Linked DNA regions of Mus musculus: all the other regions are linked to region 1. The links are chromatin contacts, called in public promoter capture Hi-C maps. All regions are on one chromosome and are shown on one strand. The core of a region is the stretch at or near the end of the contact, and the rest is flanking DNA. Distances in the headings are between cores, read along the strand shown. Region 1 holds the start of Jam3 (junction adhesion molecule 3). Region 2 holds the start of Thyn1 (thymocyte nuclear protein 1). Region 3 holds the start of Igsf9b (immunoglobulin superfamily, member 9B).

Region 1 (3,816 bases), core at 872-3,371:
CCCTATGAAGATGACACGTCTTTAAAGGCTAATTTTACATTTACTTCTGTGTGAAGGGCCCACATGCATGTATGAATTTGAGCGCCCACAGAGCTCAGAGAAGTGTGTCAGATACCCCGAGGCTCAAGCTGTGTGCTGGTTGAGCCATCAAGTTGGTGCTGTGAACAGAACTTGGGTCCTCTGCCACAGTACTCCTTTGTATTCACTGAGTACCTCTCCAGCTTTAAGGTAGACGTAAGGTAAAAACTATATAATAGGAAATTCCTTCCTTTAACAAGAAAGCTACAGCCGGGCAGTGCTAGCGCACGCCTTTAATCCCAGCACTTGGGAGGCAGAAGCAGGCAGATCTCTGAGTTCAAGGCCAGCCTGGTCTACAGAGTGAGTTCCAGGACAGCCAGGACTACACAGAAAAACCCTGTCTCGGGGAAAAAAAAAAAAAAGAAAGAAAGAAAGAAAGCAAGCAAGCTAGCTACAGCTGGCACCTCATCTTGCCTTCAATCCTAGATTACAAATATCTACTGTAATTCCTATGGAATGGAAGTAAATCCCATCCCTCAATACCAAGAAACCCACCAACTTAAACCCCGCCTGAGGGGCAGCATCTGAGACAAGAGTCTATGGAGCCCTTAGCCGTCTCTACTTCTACTAACAAATCATCATGAAGAAATTCATCCCTCAAGTCAACTGCAAAATATTTTCTCCAATAAAAACTGCAGAATTTCATGTGAGGGAATCTCTCCAACAATAGGGAGTTGTTCTAGTCTGTGAATAGTACGTGCCAGTGGCACCAGCACAGTGGGAGTTGGACATTGCTGACACTCCTGTCCCCTGGCTAGCCTCGGGTCAGCTCTATCTCCCAACTGCATTTGGCTTTAAAATTTAAAATCAAGCAAAATATATGGTAAAAAAAAAAATGTATGCTAAGCCTCATCCTTGCTACAGAAGCCTGTTTCCAACACTTCTGCACCAGAGCCCCTGTTTTCTACCACCACCCTGAGCACCCCACTAGAATAAGCGTCAAACACAAAAGCGCTTTGTCTTCTTGCCTGACCACCCCCCACTCCCAACAGTGCTTTGGTGTATTAATTTGTATACTCTGGAGAACATCGTAGGCGTCAGCAAAGCCAAGGAACAAACCAAGGGTTGAGGAGTGGTCCGGGTTGGGTTACCTTCTGAAGAAGGAGTGGTGCCTTATGAAACCTTAAGTTTGCCACTACTTGTTTGGCCGTCAGTTCTTAATGAAAAAAATTTTTTTAAAGAAGACTAATATTCGCCTCTAAAAATGGGTTCACAAACCCACTTCACTGAGCTGTTTTAAGGACTGAGATAATAGCTTCGAAGTGCCCTGTGGTATTTATGGAAAGTAACTGCAAAGTAAACTTTACAGTGCTTTTCGCCCAACCGACCAGGGAGATACTGTCTCCCAGGAATTCCACTGGAAAGAAATGAGCAAAACTTTCAAGTTTAGCAGTGTGTCGGGATCAAATGATCCAGATGCTATTTGGGAGTCAGGGTCTCCTCCACCACGCTGCAACAAAGATGCTCATCCCTGTGCAGTCCCCATCTCCGCACAAGGCTGGCTGGCCTTGCCCAGTTCAGCTTCTTTGTTGACCCTAGCAGCTCCTGGGAGGACAGGCCTCTGGAGCTTCCCAAGCCGCTTGTCCTCCACGACTTCTGGGTACCACACTGCTTGCTGATGGGGTGTTTCCTCCAGCAAGTTTTAGAGCCCGTGAGGCATCTGCCACGGTCCTTCTAGAGGGCCGTGTCCCTGTACGGGACCAGCCGCATCCACGCGGGTCTGCCCGAGACCGGACCCGACCCGACCGCTCACGGAGCCTCGCCCGCCACGCTCCCGCAGAGGCCACCCCTCAGCTTCTCGGCCGGACCTGGAGTCGTGGGAGCCGAAACCGCTATTCCACCGCGGCCCGGGCCGCTCTGTCCCCATCGGCACAGACCACACACTTCCTAGCGGCACTGAAGCGTCAACTCACCCCTGAAGAGCAGCAGCAGGAAGAAGTCAGGCAGCCGCGCGTACAGTCGAAGTCGCAGCCGCCGGCTCAGCGCCATGTCGAGGGGAATGTGAGGGGCTCAGGCTCGGAGCGGAGAACCGGCCTCGTGCGCATGCGCCCAGCCTGCTTGGACCCTGCGACCCGCCTCCAGTTTCCATAGCGACCACGCGGCCTCGGCCGAGCCGGCACCATAGTGACCGAGAAAGCTCAAGTCTGGTTGCTATGGATGCAAAGATGCTCAGTGCTTCCAGGTGCTACCTCTGTCGATGAACTTAGCGGGAAGAGAATTAAAAAGCGTGTCTGGGAGGGAGGCGGGGTAGATTTATGAAACTGTAGATTATCGCTACAGATCTAAGAAGGATTACTCCATTAAGATTTAGGGAATGATGGGGCTGGAGAGATGGCTCAGCAGTGAAGAGCACCTGTTGCTCTTACAAGGACCCAGATTCCATTCCCAGCACCCATATTGTGGTTCACAACCACCTGTAACTCCAGTTCCAGGCGATCTGACGCCCTCTTCTGACCTCTGACGGCACTAAACATGCTTGTGGTGTGTGGCACTAAACATGCAAGCACAACACTCATACACATGAAATAAAATAAATCATTTTTAAGGAAATGTGTGTTATTTTACAAATAAAATCATGACAATTTTTGAAACAGTATTTTCACACCTATAGAGGTCCTGATTCCAAAAGTAATGAAAGGAGAAAATGCTGAAATCTGCATAAATATTAGCAAGATACGCCAAGTACATAAATGCAATAAGTTGATGTAGAAGGATAATTCATTTCTATGGTAGAGCTAAAGGATACTGGTATCCCCAACAGTTTATCCTACACAATACAGGGGTAATTCTTGCCATTGAATTTTTTACTTTTTTTTTTTTTTTGACAGTTTTACTTATATAGACCTGGCCACCCTGGAACTTGAAGGCTAAATAGACCAGGCTAGCCTCAAACTCACATAAGCCCAATTTTGTCTGCTTCCAAGAGTTAGTATTAAAGGCAAGCACTACCATGTCTGGATTCTTTAAATTTTTTATAAATTTAACAATATGTATGTGTGTATATCTGCATGTGAGATGTGTGAAAATAAGTGTGGGTTCCCTGAGAGGCCAGAGGCGCAGAGTTAACAAATAGTATGCCTGGTGTGGGTGCTGAGAACTGAACTTGGGTCCTCTGGAATAGCAGCAAGTGTTCTTAACTGCTGAGCCATCTCCCCAGCCTTCTTTTTCATTTTAAAAAGGGTTCGTTATTTTATCATCATCACCATCACCATCATCACCTTTGTATGAGTACAGGAGTACATGACAGGAGGTATATGCCACAATGAGCATATGGAGGTCAGAGTTGATGATGTGGAGGTCAGAGTTCATGAAATTGACTTTCATCCACCTTTACAGGGATTCCAGGGATCAAATTCAGGTTTCCAGGCTTTAGGATCGAGGAGTGGTACCCACTAAGCCATTTTACTAGCCTTGCTCTGAATTCTGAATAGTAGGAAATAGGAAGGGTAGGGTAGGAAAACACAACAAGATCTTTTTTTTTTTTTTTTTTTTTTTTTTTTGGTTTTTCAAGACAGGGTTTCTCTGTGTAGCCCTGGCTGTCCTGGAACTCACTTTGTAGACTAGACTGGCCTCGAACTCAGAAATCCGCCTGCCTCTGCCTCCCGAGTGCTGGGATTAAAGGCGTGCGCCACCATGCCGGGCCACAGCAAGATCTTATAAGCAGGTGATGAGAAGGGCAAAAATGAGCTGAAGCTGAGCTGTGGTGGCGCGTCCCTTTAATCTCTGCACTCAGGAGGT
Region 2 (3,816 bases), core at 835-3,334, 160 kb before region 1:
TGTTTGTGTGGTTTGTAGGGTGACTCCTGGCCTCCAATGCTGCAATGCTAAATTATGTATCCCAAGGTCACGTTGCCTCAAGAGAATTCTCTCACCTATGCCAGCTTTTGTTGTGCAAACCTTGCACCTTAATTTAAAGCTATTGGTTGAATAAAGATGTCTACAGCCTATAGCTGGGTAGAAGAGAGGTAGGCGGAGCTTCAGTTCCCAGGGTTCCCAGGGTTGGTGTTTGAGGCACAGATGAAGAGGGGGAGAGAGGGAGCCAGGAGAGAAAGGAAGAAAACCTATGGCCATAATATTTATTAAGGTCTCGTGTCATTTATTTGGGAACTAAATGACCTAAGGTGGGTAAGAAACCCCCAATGAATGCTTACTACACAGCTAAGCACCCCAGCCCACCCACTATCGTGGCACACAAATCTACAAGTAGAAAAGTATCTTGAACAACTCAAAAATAATTTTTTGTTGTTAAGACAGGATCTCATGTAGTCCAGGTTGGCCTTCATCTTTGTATGTAACTTGAGGCTGGACCCTGATCCTCCAGCCTCCTCATCACAAGTGCTGGAATTAGAGTCATATGCCATGGCAGGTCTGGCAGGCCGAGTCAATACTGGGGTTGGAACCCAGGGCTGCATGAATGAAAACATTAGGCAAGCATTCAAGCTGACTGAGCTAGATCCCCAACTCCAACACTTCGTTAAAAACAGTGAAAGAGAGCAAGCTGAACTCTGGTGGTACAGCCAAGGCTTGGGAGATAGGCACCAGTGATCTCTCCTGAGTTTAAGGCCAGCCTGGTCTACAAAGCTAGCTCCAGAAGTGTCACAGTTGCACAAATAAAGCCTGTCTCACACATCTTAGTTGCCCAGGTCAAAACAACAATCAATAACGTAAATCTGTTACTGGGACAGACTCTTTCCTAACTTTAGTACCAAACCACGCTACTTTGTTTACCCAATTTTAGGTGCCTAAGTAGGGCAGTAACTCTTAAAACTGGTTTTCTACAAAAAACAAAACAAAAACAAACAAACAAAAAACCAGTCTATGCCTCCATGTACTTTATAACTCTGTTCTCAATTTTCAAAGCCATAAGGCCATAAATAATAGATTCTTATTTAAAATAAAATTTAGAATTATTTTAAAAACTGTTTCAGAAGAAAAGGTGGTTCTGGTTTTTAGTTTGGTATTTAAAGTGATTGACAAATCTAAATATTTGGCTTGGTTTGCATGGGTGGCAAACACTCCCAGTTACATGCAAGTTTTCTGCCAGGTTTTTAAACAATCAGTTTGTAATCTCAGATAGGGTTTCTCAATTGCGGTTATCTTTCTTTTTCCTGCAGCAGTTTCTACAGTATGAGTGTTTTTACGAAATCTATACTTGTGAGCAAAACATACGGTATAACCTGGAGCTTTTCAACTATCTCTACCAGCGCTCATATACTTAGCTCTTTCTACCTTGGAAATCTATTGCCAAAGTCACACGTTCCTTCGTCTTTGAAAAGCATTGGCGGGGTCGGGGGACAGGCAACTGGACTGGACTGAGCGCTGGTCACAGGGACCATTAAGAGCTGGTCCCGAGAGTAGATCCTGAGTTATGGGAGGAAGCCAGTTCGTGAAACAGGACTGGTCGGGGAGAGAGAAGTGGGTCCCAGACGGGCAGAGTCAGAGGATGAAGTGAGTCCGTCAAGGGACCCGAGAGGGATCGGTGTCAGGCGAAGCCCGAGAGCCACCAAAGCGCTGGGAACTCGGGCGGGCACAGATGCCCACCGAAGACCCACTCTCCCCTCGCCTAGATGAGCCTTACGATCGATGCAGAAGGTGATGCTCCGGTGGTGGGTCTGAGCCAGGGACTTGAGTGCCGCGCGCAGACAGCCAAAGCGCCTGTATCCGGACCGCAACATCGCCATGTAAACTTCGAATCTCAGACCCCAGGCCTCTTAGCCCAGGCCAGAACTAGCCGTTCCCGCCCCGCCCCCCTGATACTCTGGGAGTTGTAGTCCATTAAGCCCTTGAAGCGCGGGCTCCAATAGGACTACTGGCGTTCTGAAACTACAGTTCCCAGAGATCGTGGGGGCGGCGCCTCTGAGACGCGTCTTCTACTAAGCCTGTCCGGGCACGCCAGTCGCCTCAAGGCTCCCAGAAGATTAGCCTGGCAGTGCTTCAAGGCGTTTGGGTGGTGCGTTGAATGAATGGTGGTGGGTAAAGCCGAATTAGGGAGGGACTCAGGAGAGTTTAGAGGTAGATTAGGAGAGAAGGAAAGGGCGCAGATAACGAGAGAGGGATTAGAATGGTTTAATCATGACTTTTCTTCATAAGTCCCAGGCCCTGTATGCTTTCTTGCCTCCATCTTGCACCATGCAGGTTTTAGAAGACAAGAGCTGTTTCTTACCCGTCCGGTTAGCTTCAGCCTCCTACAGAGAGGCCATGCCGAGACCCCGCAAGAGGCAGACTGGGACTGCTGGTCCAGGTGAGTTGAACCGACGCTGCAAAAGGCAGCAGGTAAAGAACGTGGTCTTGTAGGGCGTGCTTTATTTCCTTTTTCCACTCCCTGGTTTGGAGACTTTGGGGGTTGTTGCTTATCGTCTTCTTTACTCTTTCTGCCAGAACTTCCACTTTCAGTCCCTTCCACTTATTTGTCCAATCAAAGAATAGTGCAATGAAGCACTGCATACATATACGGAACTGTGGTGGCCCACGCATGTGGGAGACTGAGGCTGTAGAATTGCCTTGGGTTTAAGACCAGCCTGGTACTACATGAGTACTACATAAGCAGGGCCCTCTCTCCAAAGTGTGTGTGTGTGTGTGTGTGTGTGTGTGTGTGTAACCTTGACAGCATAGGTGAAAAGAGACTTCTTTAAAAATTACATTTATTTACTTTTGTACAGTATGTGGGAACACACACACACACTGATCAGAGGATAACTTGAAGGAATCAATCCCCCGATTCCACTGTGCGAATCTCAGGGATTGAACTCAGGTCCTTAGGCTTTGAAAAAAAAAAAAAAATGCCTTTTCCAACTAAGCCACCTCGCCAACCCTTTGCTTTTATCATTGAATGCAATAAGCCAGGCACAGAAAGGCATGCATGATTTCATGTGAAATGTAAAAAAGCTGAAAGCTAGAAATCAGAGGGAGATCAGGATTCAAGATCTTCCTTGACTACGTGTAGAGTTTGAGGCCAGCCTGGACCACAGGAGACCCCACCTTTCACACACACAGTTTTCTTTTCCTAGGTCTTTATCTTATCAGCCTGTCAATTTGGAATTGCTAAGCATCTGAGGATGACCTGAATTCCTGATCTTTCTGTCCCCACTCCCAAGTGCTTTGGTTATAGGTTTCTTACATCACCAAAACCATTTAGACTTACCCTTAAATTTCCTGAACAATGTGACTTCAGAGGCTACCAAAATGCTAGACATAGCTGTTAAGAAACTTATTGCAGCTATGCTTACAAGCCTAATGCTCTAGGGCTTCTCTGTGGTCCTTATCTTGTGTTTTATCAGGTTTTACATGTGTGTGCCCTGGCCCTGATGCTGGTGCCGTGGAGGGGATTCTTTTATCATATGTGCCTGAGGGGATAAAGTCAGGTCTTTTGGCTTGGAAGTGCCTTTACCTACTGACACAATGTCTGGCCTCTTAATGCTTGCTCAATTTTATGTTAAGCCCCTTTCCTGTTGTGAGCCTGTAGCCTAGTCTGGCCTTGAATTTGTAGCAAGGCTCCAAGGAGTCTCAGGCTCTAAAGTTCTGCCATGAGCCAACACGCCCGGCTTAAAATCTTAAACTCTAATTTGGCTTCATTCTCTTTGAAATTTTTTCCTG
Region 3 (3,816 bases), core at 602-3,101, 140 kb after region 1:
TTAAAGCTGTAGTTACAGATCATGGACAATTACCTTAGGATGTTGAAAACCAAACTCTGCAAGAGTTGTGCACGTTCTTAATTGCCAAGTGTCTCTCCAGCTCCTAGGACTTACCTCTTGAAGGTTCCATTCTTCCAATACTGCCACCTTGGGGATCAAGTTTCCAACAACATGAACGTTTCTGAGGTCAAAATTAAATCATAGCCTAGCCTCATCACCCATTCTGCAAGTGGATCCCAATAAGTCTTGATAGACTTAGGACCCAGAGGAAGTATGTATGGACGTATATAGATGTGTGCAAACCTGTTTATGGGGAGACTTGCATATGTGTGTGTTGGAGGTAGAATTGGTGCATGTTGCCTGAGAATTGATGCGTCAAGGAGATCTAGAGCGTGCAGCTTCACCAAAGCCCCAGGAAAGAAATGTCAGCCCAGAAAGGACCTAAAGCAGTGGCCCATGGGAATATATCAACAGAGTGATAACTCATGAGTGTGTTCGCATGAGCAGGGCGAGTTTGCAAGCAGGAGGTATTCAGAAGTCCAGTTCTCCAGATGCTATTCAGATGATAAAAGTTCATTAGTGTGTGTGCTTCTCTGCTTAGGAGCCTCAGCTTTTCATCTCCTGGATGGCAACGAGAGTGGAGTTCTCCAAAAAGAATGACCCTCCATCACTCAAGGCCACTCTATGTGAGATACACGAGTCCATGCGCACACATTGGCTTTTCCAGCAGTAAGCTGTTGGTCTATGGGAAACTTCATGCTCTGTGCTTATTGAGAGATTGCCTTCATTGCCCCTCCATTTCTTCCCTGGCCAACAGCCCCTCCTAGGGAGCTGTGCCTCTCAGCACTGTGTCAGAAGCTTGAAAGAATAAACATCTCCACGGCAGCCTCAGAACACTGTGAGATGGTTGTAGAGGCTTTCATGATGCTCATTTATTCCTTGTGTAAACACAATTGTATTGGGGGAGGAGATGAAGAGATGCTGGAGTAGGGAGCCTGGGATATAGGAAGCTCTTCCAGCGTCTTTATTTATTATCTTCTGCAGAAATGAGGAGGACCTTTCCCTTTTCCTTGGTTCTCTACCTCACCCCCTGATCGCTCACAAACGCCACCTTGACTTTATGCTGCTGATATGGGGCTGGGCTCTCAGTAAGGTAGGAGAGGAAGCAGCATTTGTGTGCAGGAGAGGCAGCATTTATTGGGGGGGGGGGGTTAATGGCTTTAGTAATCATGAGCAACGATGACCAGCAATGGGGGTGGCAGTACGTGTGCACATGTGTTCCAGAGGGGTCTGTGACTCGCCGCAGCTGAGCCAATGACTCATTCCAAATTTAGCGACTTTTAGAGGTCATTTTAGTCATCCTCCTGGCTTTGGGCTGGATGGAGCCTAACTTAATATAACGTTTGGTGGAGGTAGTGTTCTGAGAGAGTGAGCAAAGAGTGGGGGTGGGGGGGGGAGGTATCACGTGGTCTCTTTGAACCGTTCTCCAGAAAAGGACGTTCCCTAGTTTCCCCAGGATGCTTGGGTTTCCCTATCCCCGTATCAGCGTGGTCCTCCCGGGAACTGCTTTTTTTTTTTTTTTTTTCTTGATAGAAACCGGATGTTGGATTCTCAAGGTGGGCGGGGGCTCCATCCCCTCGGATAACCTGTCAAGGGTTATTGAGATTCTTAGGGTCCCACTAGCCAGTACGAGAAGCTACCATCTATTTAATCAGAAACTTGCCATGCAGTCTGAGCTGAGAACAGAATAGAGCAAAGACGTTACAACGCCTTTTCCCAGGCAATGCGCATGATTCTGCGGCTCTGTGCTCGCTACACTTCAACGCACCTTGAAATGGGCTCGCCTTCTTCGCGCAGCGACGGACTAAGAGTTTAGCCAATCAGTGCCTAGACTCGTGAGCACTGTCCAATAAACAGCCGCCAGGGGCGGACCACCAGGACAGGCCCGGCTAGGCTTCACCGTGGACCTGGCTGCGCTCTGCCTCGGTTGGCAGTGCAGGTGCCGCTGCGCCGGGGCCCGGGAGGCTGCGCGCGCCGAGACGAGCGGAGCCAGGAAGGGATGGAGAGCGGGCCGCCCGGGCTACAGGAGCACCGGCAAGGGGCGTAGGCGGGCGAGAAGCGGGCACTGAGGCACGAGAAGTGTGCAGACGCAGGAGCACTTTGCGATAGGATGAGGCTCTTGGCTGGCGCGCGGTAGTACTATGATTTGGTATGTGGCCACTTTGATAGCAAGTGTGATCAGCACCCGAGGTCTTGTGGCTCAAGGTGAGTTGAAGTGCAGCATCCCTCCTCCAACCCTCTTGGCGTTCTTAGACCTTTGCTCCAGGCTCTGGCTCCCGAACCCCGGGGGCGAGGCTCCGGCTCCGGCCAGGCGCACCTCCGAGCACTGGCCCGGGCAAAGGCTGGGGAACTGCGGGTGGGAGGAACTCGGCGGGAAGGTGCGGGAGCCCTTGGGCTGCGAACGCCTTGGAATCAAAGTGGACTTAGTCTACCTTAGGCCCCTTGGTTCACAACCACACGTCGAATCTGAGCTTTGGGGAACCCCTAGTGCTCTAACTCTGGCTGCTGGGGACTTTGATGGTCTTTAGGCAGGATTCCGCGCGTCCCAGCCCTGCACAGCACCGCTGGATGGAGGAGCCCTTGAAGGGAGGCGCGATTAAGAGGTTGGGAGTCCCCGCAGCCGCCTCGAAGGGATCGGGTTCTCCGCCCCGCGCCCTTCCTTTCCACACATCTTGGCCGCGGAGGTCGGATCCCCTTGGCAGGTGACAAGCAGAATTGACCTAGAGGCTCCGAGCAGCATCTGCTCTTCTTGGTTCTGTCGGCCGCCCGCGCCCACCTTGACTGCATCTGGGCCCCGGCCAGGCAAAAGTTCCCGGGGAGGCGCCGTCGCCGCGCTTCAGGCTGCCCGGCCCAGCGGCCTCGGGGCGAGGGCCGCGAGGGAGGGGTCTGCCCAGCTGCGTCTCAGAGTCGAGTGGGATTTTTTATTTCTGCCTTCTCGGGTTTGAGCCCAAGAAAAAGCTAGGGAGAAGCCAAGGCGCGGGGTGCATACTTGAGCGCGAGGGCTTTCGCTTTGGAGATGGCAGAGCTCTGGGTGGCACCCGGCTCTCGGCCCTTGTATGGAAGTCAGAGCCGAGCCTGGAAGCTGCCAGGACTCTGAGCTCACGGTTTCTGCGCGCGGAACCGACCCGACTGCGGGCAAGTTCGCAAAGCAGGGAGATGGCGGCGGGAGAGGAACGGTCTGTGGGTGGAAGGCGACAGGGTGACGAGATTCTGCGGACTAGGGAGCCTTTTTGAAGGGCTCTGCTGGAGGCGCGGGCTTCCCCGGCTTCTTTTGCACCTTGCCTCGGGGCGTGTGGGGGGGAGTGGTTTGAGAAAGTTTCCGGATTGGAATGTATCTCCTCTGCTACTTGAGAGGGGGTTCTGAAACGAGAGAGTGGGGCGAAGGGAAGGACAGCTTTCCAACAAGCACTATGATGGTCGGGATGGTTATAAAGGTTTCCATTTGTCAGGTGGGAAAACCGAGACAGAGTGACCTCAGAAGAAGCTTATGGAAAAAAGGTGGATCTTGCTGTGCTTCTCCCTTCCCCCTTCCCATGCAGTCTTTCAGTGACTTCCTCCTCCTCCTCCCCTCTGGGTTTTGGTATATTCTGCTGTGGGGCTGTCCCTGAAAGCACAAAAGGCTGTGCTAGCATCCGAATTGAAGAGACACCTAAGGAGGGCTCTTCAACTAGCCTCCCAACTTTAGCAAGGGACAGATTTTTTTTTTGTTTTGTTTTAATTTAAACACAGACTACAGGAAATTGGGTTTATATTGCC

What was found. Promoter capture Hi-C pulls out the DNA fragments that hold promoters and counts their contacts. Capture Hi-C pulls out chosen DNA fragments and counts their contacts.
Region 2: a promoter capture Hi-C map of adipose tissue shows a contact between it and region 1. The contact joins the promoter of Thyn1 here to the promoter of Jam3 in region 1. A contact is called at or near these places in 1 of 115 datasets of contacts at active chromatin or transcription factors (embryonic stem cells) and 3 of 9 other capture datasets (adipose tissue, liver and pancreatic islet).
Region 3: a promoter capture Hi-C map of neural stem cells shows a contact between it and region 1. The contact joins the promoter of Igsf9b here to the promoter of Jam3 in region 1. A contact is called at or near these places in 6 of 39 promoter capture datasets (3T3-L1-derived adipocytes, cranial neural crest, embryonic stem cells and 3 more), 7 of 484 Hi-C or Micro-C datasets (embryonic fibroblasts, embryonic stem cells, nephron progenitors and 2 more), 7 of 115 datasets of contacts at active chromatin or transcription factors (embryonic forebrain, embryonic hindbrain, embryonic midbrain and 4 more) and 4 of 9 other capture datasets (adipose tissue, embryonic stem cells, liver and 1 more).

What each region holds. Positions count from the first base shown.
Region 1 is chr9:27,153,300-27,157,115 of GRCm38.p6, forward strand. It overlaps Jam3 (junction adhesion molecule 3), which reads right to left and starts at 2,122. Exons shown (of 9, transcript NM_023277.4): 1 at 1,992-2,122. The coding sequence starts at 2,067.
Region 2 is chr9:26,997,593-27,001,408 of GRCm38.p6, forward strand. Thyn1 (thymocyte nuclear protein 1) reads left to right here and starts at 2,085. Exons shown (of 8, transcript NM_144543.2): 1 at 2,085-2,173; 2 at 2,359-2,464. The coding sequence starts at 2,422. It overlaps Acad8 (acyl-Coenzyme A dehydrogenase family, member 8), which reads right to left and starts at 1,957. Exons shown (of 11, transcript NM_025862.2): 1 at 1,802-1,957. The coding sequence starts at 1,904.
Region 3 is chr9:27,297,253-27,301,068 of GRCm38.p6, forward strand. It overlaps Igsf9b (immunoglobulin superfamily, member 9B), which reads left to right and starts at 1,852. Exons shown (of 20, transcript NM_001326702.1): 1 at 1,852-2,265. The coding sequence starts at 2,202.